5 separate regions of the Mus musculus genome follow, and all the other regions are linked to region 3. Evidence: chromatin contacts called from public HiChIP or PLAC-seq and promoter capture Hi-C data. All regions are on one chromosome and are shown on one strand. Each heading gives the region's core, a stretch centred on a gene start, on an enhancer-like site or on the middle of the called end of the contact. The rest is flanking DNA. Distances are from core to core; before and after follow the strand shown. Region 1 holds the start of Fxyd6 (FXYD domain-containing ion transport regulator 6). Region 2 holds the start of Tmprss4 (transmembrane protease, serine 4). Region 3 holds the start of Atp5l (ATP synthase, H+ transporting, mitochondrial F0 complex, subunit G). Region 4 has its middle 17 kb from the start of BC049987. Region 5 holds the start of Fxyd2 (FXYD domain-containing ion transport regulator 2).

What was found. Promoter capture Hi-C pulls out the DNA fragments that hold promoters and counts their contacts. HiChIP or PLAC-seq counts read pairs in DNA pulled down with a chosen protein or histone mark.
Region 1: an H3K27ac HiChIP or PLAC-seq map of embryonic stem cells shows a contact between it and region 3, with 5 read pairs. The contact joins the promoter of Fxyd6 here to the promoter of Atp5l in region 3. A contact is called at or near these places in 1 of 39 promoter capture datasets (hippocampal neurons), 3 of 115 datasets of contacts at active chromatin or transcription factors (bone marrow-derived macrophages, embryonic stem cells and large pre-B cells) and 1 of 9 other capture datasets (liver).
Region 2: an H3K4me3 HiChIP or PLAC-seq map of bone marrow-derived macrophages shows a contact between it and region 3, with 3 times the contacts expected there. The contact joins the promoter of Tmprss4 here to the promoter of Atp5l in region 3. A contact is called at or near these places in 1 of 484 Hi-C or Micro-C datasets (pro-B cells), 3 of 115 datasets of contacts at active chromatin or transcription factors (bone marrow-derived macrophages, embryonic stem cells and pancreatic cancer cells) and 1 of 9 other capture datasets (pancreatic islet).
Region 4: a promoter capture Hi-C map of the HPC-7 cell line shows a contact between it and region 3, with 4 times the contacts expected there. The contact joins the enhancer-like site here to the promoter of Atp5l in region 3. A contact is called at or near these places in 8 of 39 promoter capture datasets (the 3T3-L1 cell line, 3T3-L1-derived adipocytes, the HPC-7 cell line and 5 more), 2 of 15 datasets of contacts at CTCF or cohesin (embryonic stem cells and pro-B cells) and 8 of 115 datasets of contacts at active chromatin or transcription factors (the SCID.adh cell line, T-cell acute lymphoblastic leukemia, bone marrow-derived dendritic cells and 4 more).
Region 5: an H3K27ac HiChIP or PLAC-seq map of large pre-B cells shows a contact between it and region 3, with 4 times the contacts expected there. The contact joins the promoter of Fxyd2 here to the promoter of Atp5l in region 3. A contact is called at or near these places in 2 of 39 promoter capture datasets (the C10 cell line and pre-B cells), 1 of 15 datasets of contacts at CTCF or cohesin (large pre-B cells), 3 of 115 datasets of contacts at active chromatin or transcription factors (T-cell acute lymphoblastic leukemia, large pre-B cells and pro-B cells) and 2 of 9 other capture datasets (adipose tissue and liver).

Annotation. Positions count from the first base shown.
Region 1 is chr9:45,368,823-45,372,653 of GRCm38.p6, reverse strand. It overlaps Fxyd6 (FXYD domain-containing ion transport regulator 6), which reads right to left and starts at 2,469. Exons shown (of 8, transcript NM_022004.6): 1 at 2,166-2,469.
Region 2 is chr9:45,202,585-45,206,420 of GRCm38.p6, reverse strand. Tmprss4 (transmembrane protease, serine 4) reads left to right here and starts at 2,386. Exons shown (of 13, transcript NM_145403.3): 1 at 2,386-2,636. The coding sequence starts at 2,634. All of the region lies in intron 1 of BC049352 (cDNA sequence BC049352), which reads right to left.
Region 3 is chr9:44,918,548-44,922,285 of GRCm38.p6, reverse strand. Atp5l (ATP synthase, H+ transporting, mitochondrial F0 complex, subunit G) reads left to right here and starts at 1,544. Exons shown (of 3, transcript NM_013795.5): 1 at 1,544-1,676. The coding sequence starts at 1,625. Gm30934 (a long non-coding RNA gene) reads right to left here and starts at 1,559. Exons shown (of 2, transcript XR_379340.4): 1 at 1,169-1,559; 2 at 1-1,058.
Region 4 is chr9:44,653,885-44,657,347 of GRCm38.p6, reverse strand. No RefSeq gene overlaps it. Among named protein-coding and RNA genes, the nearest start is that of BC049987, 17 kb to the left of the region's middle. Within about 2 kb of position 1,482, at least 62 of the 459 cell types and tissues checked have an H3K27ac peak or open chromatin away from gene starts, as enhancers often do. A contact at or near this core is called in the HPC-7 cell line, the SCID.adh cell line, pre-B cells and 1 more, where this site is marked.
Region 5 is chr9:45,404,304-45,407,752 of GRCm38.p6, reverse strand. It overlaps Fxyd2 (FXYD domain-containing ion transport regulator 2), which reads right to left and starts at 1,663. Exons shown (of 6, transcript NM_007503.4): 1 at 1,587-1,663. The coding sequence starts at 1,623.

The sequences.
Region 1 (3,831 bases), core at 1,220-3,719, 450 kb before region 3:
TCTCTTTATCTCTATCACTCTGTGTCACTGTCTCCTCTCTCTGTCTCTCTTTCTCCTTCTTTCTGTCTCTGTCTCTCTGTCTTTCTATGTCTCTGTCTCTCTCTCTCTCACACACACATATATCTTTGATCCCTGTTCCTTCTCTCTGCCCTCTTGTGTTCTCATAACAGGCTTCCCTCCCTTCCACAGAGCCTCCTCTGTTCAGAAAGGACCATGGGTGTCAAGGAAGGAAGAACACAGCCTGGAGAGACTTAAATCCTGGTTTGTGCCCAGCCATGGCCCTGGAGTCTGGCACCTAGCAGAGGGGTTTCTCTCCTAGGATGGTTTGGGAGCTTTTCTTTGGCTTTTTCCTGTAAGGTCCCTGGGAGAAGTCAGAGGTTCCCTTCTGGGCTACTCCTTCTTGATACTCTAAGTATCCAGAATAAGGCTGAACAGGAAGGAAAGCACTCTCTGTCTGCTTAGCCTCACCCAGCCTGGTGTGTGTGTGTGTGTGTGTGTGTGTGTGTGTGTGTGTGTGTGCATGTACATGCGTGTGTACATGTATGTGTCAGTTTGTGTTACAGGTGGAGTCCCTGCATGCACACACAGAGTGAGGGCTGAGTATAAGTAACATGCATTTGGTACAGTTACTGTGTATGTAGGACAGTTGGTACAGTTACTGTGTATGTAGGACGGTTGGTACAGTTACTGTGTATGTGGGACGGGATGCAGGTCGTCTATTTGGTGTGGGTGTCGTATGTGTGTGGTGTAGTTGGTGTGTATGTGGTGTGTAGGGTGCGGGATATATTTGCCGTTTATGTGGTGGGCTGTGCATTTGGTGTCTTTGGCTTGATGTGTTGTGGTTTCATGATGTGTTACTTGGTGTTCATGTGATATAAATGTGTATGTTATGTGTGTCCACTATGCTAAAGGGCTGTGAGGGTTGACAGGTATGTGAGGCTGTGACGATATTGTGTGTAATGTGTGAGCACTTGTGTTTGTGGTGCTTGTGGTGGTGGGATGGGTAAAGGGCCAGGCAGTTTAGAACGGGAGCCAGACATAGGGTGTCCTCCTTTAAAAAGCAAAGGGTAACCAGTATCTAAGCAACCATATTGGGGGGAGGGGAGGCAATTGGAGGTGAGGAATGGGCAGAAATCTGAGGGAGGTTGAACTGGAGGGGTTTCCATGGCAACCATGAGACAGGTCACGTGCAAAAGGCCAAGTTGGAAAACAGATACACACATTCATACATCTACAATATGAGGGCAGTCAGAACACTAGTGCCAAGGGTCCTTGAGAGGGCTGAGATGCCCACTGGTCCCACTACAAAGGTAGAAATCCCAATTCCAGTAGCGCGGGAAGACAGGTTAGACAAAGGAAATAAAGACAGAGGGTACATTGATGGAGCCAAGCCTCCAGGCATCACAACCTCTGGGTCTGGAGGTTGGTGGCAGCTTGGGTGGGCCGGTATTTCCAACCTGACTGCTCCTAGGAGCAGACGCCCAGAGACCCAGTCTCTCAACCAACTCTACAGAAAAGCCCTGGGCAGACATAAAGCGGGGAGGCTCCGCCAGGGCCAGCCCCGGTTGGGAACGATGGAGATAGGGTACTAGCAGCCCTGGAAAGAAAATCGAGCTGGACAGACCAAAAGAAGGCAATGCAGTCAGATGAATCCCCTCATCCTCGAACCCCAACGCCGTCTACAGGGCCTCTTCGCCACTCCCGGAGCCCACGCCCACACCCCACAAGCACCAAGCCAGCAAATTTCCATTTTGTGTGGCCCATGTGTCCACATTCACATTCCTTCATTCCCGGGTCCTCGCATCTCCATTCCCCGCAGGGTCTCCCGCTTCCGAGTAACAAAGGGAAGCTCCCCTGCTAAAGGGTCCTCTATCCTTCTGGAGCTCCTGATGCAAGCTCAGGGCAGCCTCAAAAGCATTTTCCAGCCACCAGCATCGCCCACCGCCATTGCCTGCAACCCCATCCCGGTATCCTTAGCTTTTGGAAGCTCATCTACTTGTTTACATCTCCAAATCCATTTCCCGCCGCCCAGGCAGGGACCTGGGCACACACCCACTGAAACAAACAAGACTCGGAGGAACCTGGCGCTAGAGTGACGGATCCCCACCCAAGCCTCCTCCACTCGGAAGAAGGTGCCAACTTTGCCCACCTCCCTTGCTGCTCACCTAGGCGTTGGGTCCCCTCCGAGCGGATCCCAGAAGGACTAGCAGAGTCCAAGCAGCCGGGAGTGGCGCGCTGGGGGCAGGGCGGTGGGCGCGGCTTGCAGCTTTCCCGCCTCCCAGAGGGGGCTGACTGGTTGGCCTCCCCGGTCGCCCTCGTCCACTGGCTTCTGGGTCCCCTTGCAGACCCCTGTGATGTCGCCCGCGCCCTTCTCTCTGCGAGCTCTTCGCAAAGGGAAGTGAGGCTTGAAGAAGCAACAGGAGACGCGCGGAGGAGGCGCCCAGCGCCGGAGCGGATTTGCCAGCAGCTGTTGCTTTTTGATTCTCCCCCCCTTTGGTGAGGGTAGGAAATGAGCCAGACCAACACCGTGACAGGGCTGGTGTTTTTCGGAAATAGGAAAATCAGGGGAGAAAGGCAGAAAAATAGGAAACAACGGAGCATCAGCCACCTGCAACCTGCGTTCATTGGCTGTGTTCGCAATTAGCATGAATGGGAGCCAGAGTTAGGTGGAGTGTTGTTTGCAAATAGAGCTGGTGGGCTGTGGGGACAAGACCCTCACATGAACCAGGGTTTTGCTGCCCAGAAGCCCGTTTTCAAGACACCCATCTCCATCCCTAACTCCGGAAGGCTTTAAGAGTAGCTCTCCCCAGCCTAGTCACTAAGAGTCAAAATTCGAGGTGACAAATTAATTTAAAGATTTACATCCTAGCTCTGCAATCCTACCTGTAGCATCAGTATGAACACTCATATATGGAGTGTTCCTTTCCCTAATCTAGGAAAGGGAGGTGAGACTAACTCCCAGCAAGGGTTCCATTGACTAACTCTAAGTAATGATAGAAGAGCTTGCAAGAATGGACAGAGGTCACCCCACCCCACCCCACCACCCCCAGCAGGTTGGTATCCAGGAAGCTCTGTAGTGGGGAAGGCTGTTCTAATTAGCCAACTGAAGGGATGCTGTAGGGAGGCTGGCCTACCCTGTGCTGAAGCATTGAGGAGAGCAGCTGGCATCAGCCAATTCTAGGTCTTATCACGAGGCTTTCCTGACAACCCCTACCCCAGAAATAATGGGCTCTACTAGCAAGAGCCCAGCCCTGCCTCTCCAGCACCACAGCACCAGGACAGTTACTCATTTGTGAAGAAGAAGAAGGAAGAGGAGGAGGAGGAGGAGGAGGAGGAGGAGGAGAACAACTCTTTTAATCCCAACACTTGGGAGGCAGAGACAGGTGAATCTCTGGATTTGAGGCCAGTCTGGTCTAAAGAGAGAGTTCTAGGACAGCCAGGGATACATAGAGAAATCTTGTTTCAGGGCATGAAAATCTTCCCTTTTCAGAGGAAAAGGAAGAAGAGTTGAAAGAGGAAGAAGAGGAAGCAAACAAACAAACTTGATAATTCTGTGGCCTTTCAGCTTGGTTGAATCACTTTAACAAATGGTCCAGTCTCAAAGGCCAAGGCAAAAAAACAGATGGGAAGTCAAGGTTGCCCTAGAACTGGCAGAGAAGCCATCAATGGCTACCAGGAAGAAACTGGGTTACCTTGCTTAAGGGGAGTCTGTAGAGGATAGTTTGACCCCTTAAGCATAGGACCTTGGGCTGAAAAGACTCCACCCTGGCCCAGTTTCATAATCACTAGGGTTCCTGTGACAGTTAAAACCCTTTTATCAAAGTCTGGCTC
Region 2 (3,836 bases), core at 1,137-3,636, 280 kb before region 3:
GAGATAGTCTCTCACTGTGTAGCTCAGCCTGTACTGGAATTTGCTCTTTGGACCAGGCTGGCCTCAAAGTCAAAGAAATCTGCCTACCTCTGCCACCCAAGTACTGGGATTAAAGATGTAAGCCACCATATCTGGCTTGTTTTTACTCTGTGTGGGAGGGAGGGGTGGCCTCGATGTGACTAGGGGCCCGTGATGGCCAGAAGCACAGATGTCTGTGTGCTGCCCAACATAGGTGCTAGGAACTGAACTCAGATCCTCTGAAAAATTCGTTTGGATTTGCAACCAAGCCATCTCTTCAGCTCCTGAAGCCTATATATATTGAAGAGATGTGTGTGTGTCTGTGTGTGTGTGTCTACATAAATTATAAAACCCAAACGGCAATGTGAATATACTACTGGAACCCTGTAGATGGCCTTGGGAGGGGTCATATGAGTGAGAGGAACAAAAGCCCCAGGGTCACAGTGACTCTGAAGCTGACACACTTGGGGAGAGGAGCAAAGAGAGAAAGGGAAATCTGCTGCAAGGGAGAGGGAAGGAGAAGCAGGAAGCCAGCGGTGAGCGAGCGAGGAGGAGGGGAAAGCCAGCAGGAAATCTAAAGGCAGAGGGAGGCTCTGGGGTGGGCTTTGGCTGATAGAATGTTTTCCTAGCATTTACAAGGCTGCAGGTTCTATCCCCAGCACTGCATACATAAACCAAAAGTTATGAGGCACATCTTATTCTCAGGACTCAGTAGGTAGAGGCAAGGTGATCTGAAGTTCTCGTCATTCTGGGCTAAAGCAGTGAATTAGAGGCCAGCCTGGGCTACAGGAGACCCTGTACCCTCTACCCATACCCATACTCATACCATCCCCTAAAAAGGCTGAGGCCTCCCGTTGAAGAAGGAGTTATGGCTTAGCTGTTCACACCGGGCACCTGGGAGAGGCAGGCCTGTTTCCTACAGGCCACAGGGCCTCCGTCTCTCAGCTGTTATGTTCCTCCCCTGAGTATCACAGCAGCTTATTCAGTCCCGCCTGACTGCCTCCTTCCCAGGCCCATGCAATGCCTTCCCAGAATCATCTGGGAACTTGAGCCAAAGCCTGAGCCAGGAGTGCTGAGCAATCACCCTGCTGCCAGCCCTGCCCTGCAGCAGTCCCTCCTGGCTCACCTGAGCACTGGGTGAGGAAAGAAAACATATAGGCCAGATGTTTATCCTGGCACAGACTGGAACCCAACAAGGAAGGCCTGGCCACAGGTGACCCACCGCTGAAATTCTTCTTTAAGAAGCCGTGCTATGGCCCCAAACTTCCTGCTCTAAAGGTCTCTGTCTGGGGTGAGGAAGTTTGAGAGCCTCGTGGACTCAGAAGGCCCTGAAGACCCTATAGGTTTGGCCTCAGATGGAACCTAGGCTACTCAACATAGACCATAGCAACCATATCCCCAGTGTTCTGATGCCTCTGTAGGGTCAGGATGGCAGCCCATCCTGACTGGCAGTGGGAGAGGACTCAGGTTCCAACCACCACTGTTCTTCTGTTAGAAACTTCTTTACCATCCCCAAAGGTCGAATAGAACAAAATTGTCTCCATGAGGTTATCATGAGAGTTAACGAGATGGCGCACAGAAGCACATTGCTAAATGGAAGAGCTAAGGCATACATCTTACTGTTCTCCCAGGAGAACCAGATGTGAAACAGAACACAATGTACATTTTTTTTAATGTGTATGTGACGGGAGGTTTTGCCCCAGGGACTCTGTAAATGTCCAGGTCCCTTTTAGCTGTACAGTCTGATCCCAAAGTTCCACTTCATACAGCCCCTGGCCTGGGGTGGTTCCAACTATCCTATGTGGCAAGACATGGATCAAAAATGAGCCTGTGAAGAAGAGGACCTAGCCCTAGTTGTAGTACACTGGTGACTTTCCAGCAGTACGCTATTTGAAAGGCGCATTGCTTGCCAGGTAGGTTAGGTTGCTCATTCGCCCAACACTCACTCTGAGTCTTGGGAAGGGAAGAACACACATGTTCTTTAGGGATGAGATCCACATGGACACCCCAATCCTAATGCCTGACACAAGCTAGTAATCTACCGTGCCAACTTCCTGCAACCCACAAAAAAGCACCGCCATGGTGAGAAGTCACACAACCAGAGGAAAGAGAAAGAGAAAGAGTTGTCTGCCGTCAACTAGCCTCAGCCAATGCCCGCCCTCCTGCCTTCCTGGTTGGATGAAAGGCATTCAAGCAGATAGGCTTGTGTAACTCTTTAGGTGTGTCACCTGTCCTTAGGCCTATGAACCACTCCAGGTGTTGTCCCTGCCCCTAACGACTGGGTGTCAGATTACAAGACACATAATCATTCCAGTTTGGCAACTTCACCGGTTGTGTTATAGGACTTGACCAGCCCCAATAGTCCTCAAGTCACTCCTAGATACAGTGGCAGGTGGTAGCTGGCTTGCGGAAGGAAGAGGAAGAAGAGAATGTGGGCCATCAAGGAGCAAGGCCAGCCTTGCACTTGGGCCCCCTCTGCTCAGTGCTGACCAGGGCTTTCTGAGCCGCTTCCTAATGAGGCTCATTTGAAGACCCCCCCCCACCCCCCTCCTGCTGTCTTGGGTGGCAGAGCTAGCTCCAGGCTGTAAGAAAATTAGGAGGATTACCAAAGCAGTATGGTAAGTACAGGGGCCCTCAGGGTGGGGAGGGCAGCTGTCCACAAAGGGCTGTTCAAGGAACCTGTGGGGTCATTAACTGAGAATGTTATAACACCTTCCAGGCTTAATAAAAAAGAGGTCACAATTGAGTCACCTCCACGTCCAGCCTCTCATACCCATCAGGGCTCCTCTGCCTCCATCATTGAAGGTGGGCGTAGATAGAAGTCAGGGCTGTCTTTGTCCACCAATCGCCTCAAAGTCATGCTTGTTCCTTTGCATACTGTCTCGTGTGTGTGTGTGTGTGTGTGTGTGTGTGTGTGTGTGTGTGTGTGCGCGCGCCCTGGAGGATGTCATGGTTTCTTCAAAGGCAAGGGCTACTTTGGTGTCACAGTGACCCTCAGACACTCCCTGAGAAAAGTCACTCCTATCCTTTATAAAGAAAACAGTATAGATATGCCCCCCAAAACAATCAGGGGTGTCTGTGGGGCTCTTCTGTTTGATCTCTTTAATGCTCATCTCCATTGACTATCTTTAGCATCTTCTGCTGCTGGCTTGTCCTCTCAAGGGGGACAGCTGAGAACCAGGAAGGGGAAGAGATAATCGCCAGGCCTAAAGTGGGAGCCAGTGGGTCTTGATTCCCCAATCCTCAGCAGTCGCTCAGGCAGTAAAACAGAAAGGTTGAAGAAAGGACCTGCCTCCCCCATGACAAAAGGGGGTAGGTGCTACCTAACGCTTCCAGTGACCCACTAGTAAAAAAGTCTTGCAAAATGCTAGTGTCTGGTAAGGGCAGAACACCAGGAACTGCCTTGTCGGTACTAGACCAGGGCTGGGACTGAAGCACTAACTACCTACTACTCCATCAGAGGGGGTCCTGTGCAGAGGTGCCCCCACTGGGGTCAGTGAGGAAGGAAGGGAGCAGTGCCCACCTCCAGACTGTGAGCCACTGCTTTGTAGCACTGAGGAACCCTGGGTTGCCCCCTCTTGGATGAGCCACTGGCCAGGGTGCCATTTCTAAGGCAGCTGACAGGAGCAAAAGCTGATGTGGAACTCAATACCAGGATGCCAGCTCTCTGCAAGGTCTTGAGACTTTAATTTCACTGAGATTCAACGCATCCTCTACCCCTGTAGAAGGGAAACAGCGTGGTTCCCAAAACCCCTGGCACATACACAGGATGCTTAGAAAGGCTGAGCAAAGCAATGTGTGTGAACAGACTCTGTAAA
Region 3 (3,738 bases), core at 295-2,794:
TGGCATGTGTCAGACTCCTCACTTGGAAACTTTTCTCCCTTCACCCCGTTTAAGGAAGAGGTCCCACCATTCCCAAACAAACTCCTCTGCCTTCTTTGCTGTCTCCCTGTCCTGGACTCCTGAGCTCCACCTTCCTCTTGGGTTGTCTGACTTATATTCTCTTGCTTCCATATTTCTTCATTGCTGCAATCTGGTTTCTAAGGGTTTGAAACCTTTTCTAGTTAATGTCACAGATGTTCATACTCATAATTAGCTGGCCTGTCTTACCTCGGTCCAGACTGGCCTGTAACTTCCAATCTTCAGGCTCCTGTATGCTGGTATAATGTGGGTTTCAGGTTATCTTTCCTGCTTTAATTTGACTTCACTGTCTAAGGCAGCATGTCTCTCCCTCACTGATTCCTTGATCCCACTTCTAACTTTTCTAACCACCCCATGAATTTTACTTCAGGTTTTTTTTTGTTTTGTTTTAAAAGATGTATTTATTATTATATGTAAGTACACTGTCGCTGTCTTCAGACACACCAGAAGAGGGCATCAGATCTCATCACAGATGGTTGTGAGCCACCATGTGGTTGTTGGGATTTGAACTCCTAACCTAAGCGCAGTCAGTGCTCATAATGCTGAGCCATCTCTCCAGCCCCTCAGTTTTTCTTCTAAAGATTGGGCTTTTCCAGAACTTGTTCTCCTCATCAAATGTTACTTTCCTACATAGTTTTTGGGTTTCCTGGTTTGTTTTTGTTGTTTTCATTCATAATGTCAAAGTTACAGCCTTTGGAATTTGTATATTTTCTTATACACCAAGAATCTCTACGCCTTCCCAGATCAGCACCACGCTTAACCTTATGTTCCTTTGCGTATTTATCTTGCAACTGACTCCTTCTATGACTATTTAGGAATCTTGGTCTCTAAGGGGATAATGCCCAAAGCATGCTTCCACCAAATTACAAAATGCCTGGCACAGTGCAACACCCTCAACACACATGACTTTCTTCCTCTTGTCCGCACAGCTCCTACTGGCTTGTTTGAAAAACCGGATTGGATCCCAATTCTGATACTGGCTGCGGAGGAAAACGGAATTATAAAAAGTCAATTAAAGAAGTCGGTGAATGGGTGAGTCACATAATGTAACGCCTATGTGGCCCCTTAAAGCTCCTATTTGACCTCAGACCTGCTATGCCTTTAAAGCGAACGTATAGGCCCACAAGCATCTTATGAAGCCCTCCAGCCTCGTTTTCCATGTTTTCTGAAAAGCTATAAAACTGCCGCAAGCTAATGTGGCGATCAAGCCAAGAAAACCAATAACGCATGCGCATTTCCCCCACTTCACCGATCTTCCGGACCAACATGAATAGCTGTCCCAAGTAATGCCTGCTCCCTGAGGAATCTCAGGATTCTTCACGTGTTATCGCGCCTCATTTTTTTTTATATCTAGGTTTTTACTTGGAGTGAACAAAGTAAACTGACTAATGAGATGCCACAAACAGGGAATCAATACCTATATGTTTTGAACAGGCACAGAGAGGGGCAGCCTGACCTTGGAAATGGGGAAGGGGTCCTGCCGCGGGTCCTTCCGGGGGTGACATTCAGCCGGCGGTTCGGGGAGACGTACCTTCCACCTTAGACCATGGCCAAGTTCATCCGTAACTTCGCGGAGAAGGCACCGTCGATGGTAGCCGGTGAGCGCAGCCCGGGAGAGGCTCGCGAGGGGAGGGATTGTGCTGCGGCACCAAGGGGCCGTGGGCGTCGGGAGGGCTTCCAGGAGGCCACTGTAAGGCCGCAGCCTCGCCTGGCCTGCCCGCGGCTGCTTAGAGCTCACAAGCTGCAGGGTCCTAGCTCGGCCGGGGAGCGAGTGGGTCGTGTAACTCTGCCCGGCCTCACTCCGCCGCGAACGCCGTGATGCCCCCTTACCGTGCCGGGAGAGTTGGGAAGGGAGGTCGGTAACAGGGGAGAGAGAGGTCACACATCAGACCTCATAGCTGGTCTGCGTCTCAGCGAAGTATTTGAAAGCCATCAGAAATTTTAAAGACGGGTGAGAGATCTTTGAAAGTTATGTTTGCTTACCATCCTGGTTAGAGCCTAGAGAATTCTGCGTCCGATGAAGGGAATTTGGAACGTAGGGGTGAATATCCCCTCCCCAGTCAGCACAGAAAGCGACGCCTGTCAGCAGTCGTCTTCAGAACCTTGGCTTGGCATTCGTGAGGTTGTTTTGTTTGAAAATTCTGATAGACCGCGGTCTCTCAGATAAACACTGAGTAGTTATAAGCCTGAGCAGTATGTTCAATCGATACAGTTCTCTTCTGAGTAGAAAATTACTGTATTTTTGAAGCAGGAGATTAAGTTTACAATTTCTTCTTTTCTGTATTGTATTAAGTGGTTGAAGGTCCTATTTCCAAATGTTCAAATTTGGTTATGAAATGTGAATTGAAGGTGGATTTTTTTTCAAAGATTTATTTATTTTACTTATGTGAGTACACTAGCTGTTTTCAGACACACCAGAGAAGGCCATTGGATCCCATTACAGATGGTTGTGAGTCACCATGTGGTTGCTGGGAATTGAACTCAGCACCTCTGGAAGAGCAGCCAGTGCTCTTATCCGCTGAGCCATCTCTCCAGCCCTCTGAGGTGGAATTTTAAAAACTTGTAATTTTGAGCTTTCCAACCTGTTTGCATATTTAGTAATTCTTTTTTTTCTCCCCTTCATCACCAGCTAGTGAGCTATTTAAACCCTTAAAGTGCCAGCCAGAGTCTATAAATACTGGATTCCTTCCTATGGAACCTGAGGCTGCCAATAGCTGTTTTCCAAAGAATTTCCTTAGTAAAAAATCATTAGGTGATCTGAAGCAACGTACTACAATTTTTACACCAATACAACCAAAAGGCTTTGACGTTTGGACTTTGATGGTTTGAGGTGCTATTTTTAATATTTCGTAGAGAGTATTTTTCCGGCCGTATGACTTTTGCATCTTTTAGGTAGCTTGTATTCAGAAATTTAAAACTGATTTTATTGATGAAATCCAAAATGAAAGACATTATCAAGGTAAACTTTGGTCAAGAAACAACATAAAACCTTTCCACTGTTGTAACTGTAAGATAACTTGTTCTGCCAGAAGTACTGAGACCTGAGGGCTCTGAGGGAACAGAAGGTTACGTAGACTGTGCTCTGCAGCATAGGCTGGGGCTTTTTTTTTTTTAAGATTTATTTATTTATGTATGTGAGTACACTATAGCTGTCTCCAGACACACCAGAAGAGGGCGTCAGATCCTATTACGGATGGTTGTGAGCCACCATGTGATTGCTGGGGATTGAACTCAGGACCTTTGGAAGAGCAGCCATCTCTCCAGCCCAGGCTGGTGTATTAAGTGTGAATGTTAAAGTATTTGATACTGACTACTGACTAGATCTTTCAGTTCCCTAGGGCATGTAGCTAGAGAAAGAAGTCAGTAATTATTATCATAGTTCCCCCAGAAAGGTGAAAGTCTATTTTTTTGTTTTGTTTTTCTTTTCCCTTAACTAAGCTATAAATTTTACTTATGTTTCACCCGCTTTTCCATTCATATATTTTGAGTCTACAAATATAGGATATTACCTTAGAACTAGTTTCTTGTGTCTGCAATCTCCCCTTTCTTATATCTGATCTCTACTTTCATGATTTGGCCACTTGGAGGTGTCTGCCTGGATATTTTGAAGAATGTTCTCCAAACTGGTTATCTTGGGTTTCTCTAATGATTAGCCTGGAA
Region 4 (3,463 bases), core at 233-2,732, 260 kb after region 3:
ATGGGAGTCATATTTATTGGCAACTGGGGACTCTTCATAAAACAAAAAGGAGCCTACCAATATTTGTCTATTGGCTTCTATTGCAAACGCTTTCCATATACAGAGAATAAATATTTTCTCTCTCTGAGAAACAAATCCGGACATTTTACAAGGCATAGATAACCTTATACTCGGTCATTGTCAACAACACTATGGTCATAAGGATGTACCTTACAATGATGGATTAGACCCATTCAAGGGTAGAGTCCTTCACAGGCTTAGCCATGGAAGCGAAGGTAATACGGCTGCCTGGTGCCTATCTGAATTCCTTCATGGCCAGGATGTGGTAGCAAAGGGATCTGTGCCTTCCCACAATGAGGAAATTCCTCAGTTGCCTATAATCAGTTGTGGGTTGGTCTGGAGCTGCTACGTATTCAAATGCTAAATTTTATACCTGTCTTAGTCAGGGTTTCTGTTCCCTCACAAAACATCATGACCAAGAAGCAAGTTGGGGAGCAAAGAGTTTCTTCAGTTTACATTTCCACATTGCTGTTCATCACCAAAGGAAGTCAGGACAGGAACTCACACAGGGCAGGAACTTGGAAGCAGCAGCTGATGCAGAGGCCATGGAGGGGTGCTGCTTACTGGCTTACTTCCCCTGGCTTACTCAGCTTTCTTTCTTTTTCTTTTTTTTTGGGGGGGGAGGGGGGGGTGGAGACAGGGTTTCTCTGTATAGCCCTGGCTATCCTGGAACTCACTTTGTAGACCAGGCTGGCCTCGAACTCAGAAATCCGCCTGCCTCTGTCTCTCAAGTGCTGGGATTAAAGGTGTGAGCCACCACGCCCGGCTTCTCAGTTTGCTTTCTTATAGAACCCAGGACAACCAGCCTAGGAATGGCACCACCCACAAGGGGCCCTCCCACCCTTGATCACTAATTGAGAAAATGCTTTACAGCTGGATCTCATGGAGGCATTTCCCCAACTGAAGCTCCTTTCTCTGTGATAACTCCAGCTGTATCAAGTTGACAGGTAAAACCAGCCAGTACGATTGACATCTTGTCAACTTGACACACAAATAGCAACAAAACCCAAAACCCAAACCAAAACAACAGCAACAACAACAACAACAACAACAACAACAACAACAACAACTACTACTACTACTACTACTACTACTACTACTACTACTACTACTACTACTACTACTACTACTACTACTACTACTACTACTACTACCTACTATTACTACTATTTTGTCCTAGAAAGATATAACTTGTTAAAAAAGGAGCCCCCAGAATTAGATTTGGGACAGGATTTTGTTCTTAATCTTTCCAGGAGAATAAAAGCATTCGACTAAGGAATCTAGACGCCACTGGACAAGTGTAACATCGGAGGAAAAGAAAACGTCCTAAGGAAAAAAAAGAGTAAATTGGCTGAATGGAATCACCCACGTCCAGCTTGTCTCTGCTGCCCCCTACAGACATAAGTGACAAATGGTCTTTACGTGGTCCCAATTCAGTGAAACTTATTTAAAATTAAAGCTGGCTTTGGGCCTGGAGCGTGGCTCTCTCCTTCTCTAAACCCACACATGCTTGTTAAAGGCTACAGTAGGCCTTGGCTTCGTAGAAGAAGAAGAAAACTGAACGGAAGGACCAACGAAGTTGGAGCGGAAGACTCGGGCAGGTCTGCAAACCAGCTCCTAGCTGTTCTTATAAACACTTCACGTAGCCGGTGTGCTGGATCCCAGCACTCTGGAGGGAGAGGCAGGCAGATCTGTGAGTTTAGGCCAGCCTTGTGCCACCATGCTAGGCACTCAACTGACCTTTAATTCCACACCTAACCAGCACTTCACCAGCGAGGGCGCGTACCCCGGAGCCCTGCTGGAAGTTTTGCTCAGTGGAACGAACTTATCATCATCTATTTTGAGATTGCTACTGATGTCGGGTTTTGACTATTTCATTTCCTGTTTATAGGAGACGTAATTGTACAGGACTTCAGGGACTGTAAGCGTGAGCCAGGTCAGACAGCAAGAAATGAAGGCAGAAGAAAGCAAATTCCCAGGAGACTCGGGGCAGGCCCTCAAGGGCTGGAAGAGAGAGCCACCTAGCGGACTCTGAGTAGAGTTCTGTTTCGTTTGTTTTGGGTCTGCGTAGCCCCTGAGCAAAGTCTAACAGGAAACTTTATTGTAGTTTCTTAATAGCACACTGTAAGGACTATTAGTTGAAAGAGACATTGTTGGGTGTGACACAGTGACATCATATAAGAAATTATCCATCCCTATATAAGTAGTCTCCAGGCCATGAGTTCTTGATGCCTGGAAGCACAAGATTCTTTTGGCAAGCATGAGTCAGACAGGGTTTGTATATTTGATATTAACTAGATTAATAGTAGAATATATCAGAGTGTTGTATTAATCATTTTTAATTATTCTAATGAAATCCTTGAGGCAATTAACTTATAAAGAGAAAAGGGTTGTGTTTGGCTTATGGTTCTGGACTGACCCATTCATTGGGACCAATGGTGAGGGTTCAAGATTGACTGATCCTATCACTTGGGGCCTCTGGTGACATGCTGTCAGGAGTATGTGTGGAACAAAGTGCTCACATTATAAGCTAGGCATCAGAGCAATGGTATTCCAGTCTCCCTTCAGATACCAGAAGAAGGCATCAGATGCCATTACAGATGGTTGTGAGCCACCATGTGGTTACTGGGAATTGAACTCAGGACCTCTGGAAGAGCAGTCAGTGCTCTTAACCACTGAGCCATCTCTCCAGCCCCTAGGGCTCATTTCTTAAAGCATCTTCCTCCTTTAATTGTTGTTGTTAGTGGTGTTTTTGTTGTTTTACTGTTTTACTTTATTTTTATTTTTTGGTTTTTTGAGATAGAGTTTCTCTGTGTAGCTCTGGCTATCCTGGAATTCACTCTGTAGACCAGGCTAGCCTTGAACTCAGAAATCTGCCTGCCTCTGTCTCCCAAGTGCTGGTATTAAAGGTGTGTGCCACCACTGCCTAGCTGTTGTTTTATTTTTTGAAACTGGGTCTCATGTGGCCTAGGCTGGCCTTAAAGTCACTATGTAGCAGTCTTGCTGGCCAGCTCTCAGTTTCATTCTTAACTTTCTTATGTTGTTCAGAATCACCAGCCCAGGGAATGGTGCCACCTATGGTGGACTGGGCACTCTGATATCAAACAACAGTCAAGATAGTCCCACACAGACAAGTCCAAAGGCCTATCTGGCTGGGTGGTCCCTCAATTGAGATTCCCTTCTGAGGTGACATTAGGCTGAGACAAGCTGACAGCTACACCTAAGTAGGACAGAGCAAATCCAATCACGGACCCAGTTCAGTAAACATTGCTCAAAATCAGTGACCCCCCGGAAGCAACGTTATGGAGCTGGACTCTAAGAAAGAACCCATGCACGTGTCAGAGGCTGTGAGAGACTGAAGGACACAGCCACCCCCCAGTGACAGTCTCCTTCCTACCTCAGG
Region 5 (3,449 bases), core at 414-2,913, 490 kb before region 3:
GCAATGTCTGAAATAAATTAAGGCGGAAAGCAGAGCCTCTGTGTTCAAGGAACGGGAGAAGGAATCAAGGGCCCACTGGAGTCTTCGTAAGGACACAGTGGAAATGGAAGGCAGAATCAGGGCTTGACTCATCCTAGCTTCTACTCTGCTGTGTCACTGTCCTCCGGACATACTTAACGGGCAGGAGGAGCACTTAGTTTCTGTGCATTCCCGGCCAAAATGGTCTGAGCATCAGCTCGTACAACCTGAGGCACAGTTGTTATTCCCTCTCATCCACAAGAGACTGGGGCACAGAGAGGGTAAGTAAGTCACCCCACAACCACACAGCGAGTAAGGGGCAGAGCTGGGATTTGAACCCAGGCAAAGCGTCACTATGAGTCTACGTGCTAGGCTCCCTTTCAAGTGACATAGAGGAAGAAGACTTTTTCAGACCAAGCTGCCTGCCCCTGGCCCTGCCTCCTGTGGCTCCTTCACCCTGAAGGAAGCCGATATTCTGCTCTCTGCCAGCCTGAGCTCAGAGCACTTACCCTTGGATAGCTGGTAGTACAATGGCCAGCAAAGCTACAATCACACACACACACCACCCCCATTCCCCACTCCATGCCAGCTGTACTCTCTGCTGCCCTGCTGGAGCCCCTCTTGTCCGGGGCCTTTTCTAAAGGGATGAAAAAGTTAACAATTCCCAGGCAACTTTGAACTGTGCCCCTGTAGTGATCAGCCAGCCGCAGGGTCTGGTGAGTCCAGATCCCTCCAGTAGCCAGAGGGGGTCAGTGCTGGTGAACCTCAGGTATGGGTTGTTCAGAAAGGTCAAAATCTAAGGAGAAGCCACAGTGACCCAGGCTCTGCATCCATGCAGAAAGTCTTCCCACACTTCCGTCATGTTCAAGGTCAAATGGGGAGCTAGCATCAGCCTCAGCCAGATCCAAGACAGGACCCCAAACCCCACCCCACCCCCATTTCCCTTTCAGGAAGCATTTAATGAGTCCCTCTTCCACCAGTGTTCTAGGTCAGAAAACTCAACATCTATGGACCGGCAGGGGTCCTCTTGGGCTCCAGGCCTGAGTCTGTGGATTTCAAAACGCTGGGCTTTTCTTGTGACCCTAAGCCTTCTGGGGAAGGCTAAGCTAAAGGGCTGCTCCTCCCATCTCCAACCCCGGCAGCCCCTGACCACTTTGAAATCTTAGTTCTCCATCCAAGATGAGAAAGTCACACTGGGCAGGGCGTGGAAGGCTGAGGCAGGAAGAATGCAGTGAATTTTAGGTTATTCTGGGCTATATGAGTTCCAGGCCAACCTGGGCTACAGAACAACACCCTGTCACCCAGAACAAAGTCACATGTACACACACACGTACACACACACACACACACACACACACACACAAACACACAACACACATAAACACACACACTTCTGATGCTCCAACTTCTGCTATTCTGCTCTTTTTCTGTGGGGGTGGGGTTGAGGATCCCTTCTGAATGCTAATTTTCTAAGAGAGCCACTGGCTGGGGAACTCCAAGGAACAGGAGAGGGAAGGGGTCTAGCTGCCCACCAGAGCCAGTCCCAGGCAGAGTCCTGCCAGTCTCACCACTGTTCGCTGACAGATCTGATATTTCCCCAGCCATCGGGGCTTCTCCACGACGGTCTTCCTGTGGCCTCTACTATGGGGACAGTGTCTGCCGTGGCCAGGGCAGAGGTGGGGGGGCATTAAATATTAACAGTGTCAGGTAATATTTACCCCAGTCACAAGAAAGGCTGAGTGTCCCCAGAGGGGCTCTTGCTGACCCAGGCAAGGGGAGGTATGGGGGGAGCCAGAGGCAGGGAGGAGCTGCCTGAGGTCTCCAGCCCCTCCCAGAGGAAATTTCCAGAGAGCAGGGCTGGGATGGGCAGCAACAGTATTCTTCCATCAGCCGGGGAAGCCGCAGCTGGGAGTGAGATGAGGAAGTGAGAATTTCAAGATGCACTCTCGGTGAAGGGCACATGGGAAGTATAGATAGGGGTCCTGGGTCGGGATGGGGACTTCCAAGTCCCTTAGCCTCCAGAGCTTCCTGCAAGGCCCTGTGGATAGCACCGTGACAGCTTACATTCTCATGGGGCAGTCATGTCTCCCCGCCGTGTTCCTAAGGAGCCCGGCCTGGCTCCCTTCTTACCACAGTCCTGTGAATCTTGGGTCCCCAGCAGGATCAGCCTCAATAGCACTGCTGTCCCTGACAGCCTGTCCTGACTTGTTTTATTTATCCTGGTCCCGAGGCCACCACAGTTAGCCACTCACACCTCAGTCTGAAATCCTCCACCATCCCTGACTAATGTCCTATCCTGATGCCCAACACTCCCTCTTGCGGCTGTCACCATATGCTTATGACTCTTTCAGGAAGAAGCTCAGCTTGATCTTAGGGCTTACAAAGCATTTTCTAGCTGTTGTCTCCCTTTTGCTTTAGTTCCTCTCTTGACATGAGCTATCTGAGGTATGGAGAAGCTGAGGCCCAAGGTCAAACATCCAGTGAGAGTTGAAGACAAATAATGGCTATCCTTTGAGATCCAGGGCTCAAATGCTATGGCCATACCCACCCACCCACCCCCAGCCTGTCCTGCACTCACTGTAACCATCCCCTTGGTAACTATGGTGTGGATTCTGTAAGACCACAGTCTTCTTTGGGTTCCAGATGGTCGACTTGGCCTCCAAGAAGCTAATATCCAACACTAGCAGATGATATATAAATAGATACACAGGTGATAGGTAAACAAGAAATAGATGATAGATAGATAGATAGATAGATAGATAGATAGATAGATACATACATACATACATACATACATACATACATACCTGCATGCATACCTGCATGCATACAAGCTATATAAGTGATAGGTTGATGGAGAAATGATACCAAGATGGATAATAGATTTATGGATAGATGGATAGATGATAGATAGATAGATAGATAGATAGATAGATAGATAGATAGATAGATAGAGATAGATGGATGAGTGCATGCATAATACATATATATACACATACATAGCTACATACATACAGGCATACATATATACATATGCGCATGCATACATACAAACTACATAGAGGATAGCTAGATCTATAAAGGATTTATGAATGGATAGGTGATAGACAGACAGACAGACAGATATTTGCTCCCCTGGTGCAGTCAGTCCTTCTGAGAGGAAGGGCTCCATCTGTAGGTGCCCCTCCATCAATGTCAGGACACTGGCACTCACCACTTGCCTTTGTCATTTGCTTACCTTTCCATTGCCGATTTGTTTATCTCTCCATGTCTATCTTGTCATCTATACAGTGGGCAGGGCACAGGACTCTGGGAGGTTGTGGGGACTGAGATAGGCACTTCAGAATATGGCCTAGGACAGTGGTGGGTACCATTGTTTCTGTACTGCTTGATAAATGGCAGGCATTAGCCTTTTGTTTGCTGGTACCATC